Linked DNA regions of Cydia pomonella: region 2 is linked to region 1. A link is a contact called in public Hi-C data. All regions are on one chromosome and are shown on one strand. The core of a region is the stretch at or near the end of the contact, and the rest is flanking DNA. Distances in the headings are between cores, read along the strand shown.

Region 1 (2,743 bases), core at 93-2,592:
ATATACCCAAATAAAAATACTACTACGTGACTCTCGATGGCGTTATCTCATTAATTAACAGATATTTTCTTTTATTTTTTATCTATGATGCATATTTTAAGACTATAAAAATAAAAACATTAACAAAAACGATCTATCACATGGCGGTGACAAAACGCAATGCGTAATAGATCGACGCGCCGATATGATACGCCCTAGAGTCCTAACACTCGCTGCGTAATGTAGTTAGTACTGTGATGAGTGTGATGTTGCCATCACGCGCGCGCCCGCGCGCTGTATTCGTTCAGGTAAATGTTTCGTTTCGAGTGATAAGTGATGTGATATCTCAGTGTAACATTACGTTTTCGAAAAAGTGATGTGATATAGCATTACTTTTTGAAGCACTGTTTCGCGCATGTCTACTTGTTACCCTGAAAAGGAAATGAATATGTTGAAATATAACATTACAATTCATAAAAATTAAAGCTACCAATAGGTTTTACTAATAACCCATTTTTTATTTCAATATATATTATATCATACAGACCAATATTGGCCGTGTTCCTTATTTTTCAATGTTCAGAAATTAATAACGCACACACAACACATTCACTGCCAGTGTCCCGCTAGGTGGGTTCTCTTCTGTGCATAGGCACTATCTAACATTTAATAACATGACAATACGAGTCAAGGCACGTATCTTCGTGAATGACATAATCTATAATTAGGTTAAGGAAGAAATACAACCTTCCAAGTATTGTACAAGGTGAATTGGCTAACACATAGCACTTCGTAATCCTTGTCCACCACACTCTTGCTCCATCGTTTGTCACTGTCATCATTAAATAACCTTGCACTGAGTATCTTACGGACACTGAAAGTAATTCAATTAAAAATTCTTACACTTGGGTGTGATTAACAGCAACAATACTTTTTTGTTTGTGTAAATGTTGGAAACTGAAAACATTATACCGTAACATTTTTTTGCAAACGTACTTACATGTATTCCATATCCATCAAGTTATCATTCTTTGAAATTCCTATTAGAACACATAACCCTTGCTCTATATTACTGACGACTTCACCGTTAACTGAAATTAGAATAGGGCGGTTAGTAAGGGCATCGCACTATGCAGTAAGTGTATAACTGATATTATTTTTTGGTAAAATAACAAAATCACCGGTAACTTTAGCCTTCATAACGCGCTGTATTAATGCTTTCATAGTTGAACTTTTCTGTGATACTCTTACTAAGTAGTTTTTTTATTTAATATACTGAGGACATGTTTTACTTTCTAGTACGTAATACGGTTATTATGCTCAATTTTACTTTAGCTTAATACAAAATAACTGACTAATTTTACCACCATACCATACATACTAGACATGCGCGAAACAGTGCTTCAAAAAGTAATGCTATATCACATCACTTTTTCGAAAACGTAATGTTACACTGAGATATCACATCACTTATCACTCGAAACGAAACATTTACCTGAACGAATACAGCGCGCGGGCGCGCGCGTGATGGCAACATCACACTCATCACAGTACTAACTACATTACGCAGCGAGTGTTAGGACTCTAGGGCGTATCATATCGGCGCGTCGATCTATTACGCATTGCGTTTTGTCACCGCCATGTGATAGATCGTTTTTGTTAATGTTTTTATTTTTATAGTCTTAAAATATGCATCATAGATAAAAAATAAAAGAAAATATCTGTTAATTAATGAGATAACGCCATCGAGAGTCACGTAGTAGTATTTTTATTTGGGTATATCAATAAAATTATGATATGATACTGATACGAGAATGTACTGTAAACACTAGCTCAGTATTAAATTAAAGATAAATAAGGAACTTCACTCGTGCTTAATTTAGTTTGCCGCGAAAGTCAACCAAACCAAACATTTCACAACAATAATAAACAGTAAATACGTTTTTGTTCGTCAAATTCAAACTCGCAAGCGAATTATCATTTAGCCGCATCCTTATAGGTAAAATACTAAAAACATTGTAAGCTCTATGTTAACGCATTACAGTTTTAAATCGATTGCAGGTGCAAAAATCCGTTATCGTATCAATTTAATGAAATTTGCAATAACTCAAATGCGACTGCTACCGACCGGCCGAGCGGACCGATCCGAAGTGTTCCGAAAGCATTGCGGAATGAGAGCGAGCGAGCAGTGAGTGCGGGTGCGAGCGGGATAGCAAAGTAATGATAGCATGGCAACCAAACATCACACATCACACCATCACGTCTCATTGCTCATTATACATTACGCGGATTGTATATAGACTTGAACGGACCTTTCGTACAGACTACCGGCGCGTCAATCTATATTGATGCTTTACGAGTTTACGCGCGCTTCGGCCAGTCATGTGCTCGAGTGATGTTTGAAGTAATGCTTGGTTTCTCGGAGTGATGCGTAATGCAATATTACGGGTTTGAGTGATATCTCATTTGTGATGTTACGCGCATTACTTACACATGTCTAATACATACGATAAGTAACTGACATCTTGACATTTATTTGACATTAACAGCTACATTGGATGCGTTCAGAAGGATGATTCTAATAGAGGCAAAATATTTTTTTATGCTAGCAATAAATGTTGTGCTTTTGTTATAGTTGGGCTACTCGTCGGCAGATGGCAGCACGTACTAAAAAATATATATTAATGTTTGAGAGTTTACAAATCTACTGTACCGGTACCAAAGAGAATTTGAAATAGAGGTGTATTATCAAAGAAAACTTTGT
Region 2 (2,743 bases), core at 75-2,574, 190 kb after region 1:
TAACCACATTAATAACCATACCAAACTAAACAGATACTACTATACCTTGCTCACTAACTACATCATTACCATCCTCCGTCTGCCCCAGCCTAAGAAGCAATTGTGATACCTCTTTGTGCAATACATTGAGTTCATTTTTCAATACAGTATTTTCAACAATTATATCATTCATTTCATATGCATAGTTTTGTTGATTAATTAGTTCTCTATTTGTTGGTAAGCTTGATCCTGTAATAAAATAATAGTGATAGAATCATAATGAATATGAAAGTTCAAAACAGAGTGTAATAACTTGCCTTATATTATTATAGAATCCGAATATTGTGGGTACTTATTTATATAAGTATTCCTATGTGATGTATTATTTAGGTTTACCATTTGCTCAAAAATGATTAATTTTCTGTATTAAGTAATTGAGAATAAAATTAATTGATAGGGTTTAGTTAACTTAAATTAAATGTACTTACTACTTAATAGTAGTATCTATACAAGTATAGGGACTACTTAGTGCCTATACTTGAAATATTAAAGAAATTAATAGGTACTGTAGTAGTACTAGACAATACAAACTGAATAATATTGTACAATTTTAAATAAAAATAATTAAGATCAATTTAATATTCCTCACTTCTGTGTCTGACTCCATAATATTCACTGGGCATAGTCCCACTAACTAAAGTTACAGGGCCATTGTCATAAGTTGCTTTAGGCAGAGCCTTCATAGTCATAGTCCTCCTTGGAGGATTTTTTTTATAGTCATTTTCTAACGGTTTTGATGTTAGTGTTGCTTTTCTAGGACCATAACTTGGTATTGTTTCAGTCACTAATGGTGTCCTTGATGTTAGAAATCGTGGCTTTGGACTTGCTGATCGATTTCCAATTGGTACGGGAAACTCCCCTTCATTTCTCCTCCTAGGGCCATTGCTTCGTAGAGCGGCACCAGTTTGCTCGTCTAAGTTGTTGAGTAGCGTCTCCGCTTTACCGGCAAGGTCAGCGAGCCAAGCCATTTTAAATACCTACACATGTCTGAAATAAAATAATTATTCTTGAGAAAACAGTAAAGTATAAAAACAAGACTAAGTTTGGGAAGACAAGTAAACAAATAGTAGGAAACATGTTTCAAACAAATTAATAGTAAAATCAACAAAGAAACTTTGACATTATATTGTGGTGAAAATAAAACAGATTATTATTACTCACACGTATATACTACTCTTAAAATGCATGTCAATTTTATTGAATTTCGTTTCTAATACAATTTCTAATCCAAACTCAAAATACGAATGACGTTTGACTTTGACATTTTACACGTAAACACGATCCTTTGCGAAATTACTGACAGACAGGTCCGAATTGTGCATAAAAATTTTAAACATAATCATTGATTAGATTAATATTCTTTGAAGTACATTTCTGAAACTACAAAATGCTCTGAAAAATCTTTATTCACAATTATGTACACGATAAACAAGTAAGGTGTCACGATTGACAAAATAATGTTATATTTAGAATGGTCAGAAGCAAGTAAGGTGTAGAATTTACGATTCGGAACTTGAAAAACAAATTTATATTACAGCGTCATCTAGTGTCGAGTAGCAGTCGACTAAATTTGTTACTGGCAACACTGATGCTATAAAAATTTGAGTAATAAAAAACTCCTCATAACTGTCAAAAATGTGGTTACTACAGTAACGTAGTGATTATATGCTCTTTGACTACAGTAAACTACATTAACTACAATCGTAATAATAATTTTACTAATTAATTCAGTATTTCAGTGCATTTACAATGGATTTCGAAAGTCCAGATGTAGAGAAAGATTTTCCAGGACTGTATGCCTCAGAAACTGGGCGTAAGAGCAACGAAAGTGATTGTAAGTTTTTGATACAAACTGCGTAGCACATCTTCAATGTTTATTACTTTAGATTTCGATTTAACGTAACGTAAGTTTAGATTTAACGTAATCTGAAGCTTAACCCAGCATAAACTGTGTTTAAAATATCGCTTCTGCGTCTTCTATTAATTATGATAAACTTCTTTAACGATAATTAATAGTGTATAACATCGATTTAGACATGTGAATGTGGCTGATGGTATACATTTCATATAACGGTTGGATAAACACTTCATGTAGAAGAATATATTCCTTATAATTTTTTTTTCTTCCATCTGTATATTGCTGAAAATGTGATCCTTACAGTTGCTTTAATTTAAGTGATGAACTTTATTACATCGTTAAAACTTGTTTAATATTTTAGTCAGTGATGACCACGAAAAACCCAGCAAGAAGGACCTGTTGGGCCGCAGGAAAGACAAAAAAGAGAAGAAAGATAGAGGCTATGCTGCATTAGAGGGTGATAGTTCACCTGAGGAAGACACTGACACCAAGTTTGTTTATTTTAAATTTGAATGTGGTTATACTCAGACTATTATAACCATACATGGGGGTTTTTGGTGCGGGAATGTTTTACACTTGCCAAAAAAATTGATTAAAACTTTAAAAACTGATACTATTCTAATATTTCTAAGCACATTTGGAGCTTACTACCTATTTTCAATTCATAGTTTGGTAATTATTTTATAATAAACATTGTTTAAATACACTAAATCATTCCTGCAATAACCCCTTCTGTCTTTACTTGTATCCATTTGTTACAGTGGAATCTGTTTATTATGACTCTGCTTATACCTACCAACAGCTTACTATGACATAATTACTCTGCGAAGTTTAGTTTTTGGTATG

What was found. A called contact is a pair of places that touch in the nucleus more often than the background predicts.
Region 2: a contact with region 1 is called in a Hi-C map of whole body, with 2.8 times the contacts expected there. The contact joins the promoter of LOC133533948 here to the promoter of LOC133533782 in region 1. A contact is called at or near these places in 2 of 2 Hi-C or Micro-C datasets (both in whole body).

The regions. Positions count from the first base shown.
Region 1 is chr2:10,118,262-10,121,004 of ilCydPomo1, forward strand. LOC133533782 (D-aminoacyl-tRNA deacylase) reads right to left here and starts at 1,343. Exons shown (of 6, transcript XM_061872842.1): 1 at 1,161-1,343; 2 at 980-1,070; 3 at 726-853. The coding sequence starts at 1,203.
Region 2 is chr2:10,312,161-10,314,903 of ilCydPomo1, forward strand. It overlaps LOC133533948 (golgin subfamily A member 5), which reads right to left and starts at 1,325. Exons shown (of 9, transcript XM_061873047.1): 1 at 1,201-1,325; 2 at 629-1,026; 3 at 70-228. The coding sequence starts at 1,007. LOC133533918 (ralA-binding protein 1) reads left to right here and starts at 1,715. Exons shown (of 10, transcript XM_061873012.1): 1 at 1,715-1,873; 2 at 2,259-2,388. The coding sequence starts at 1,789.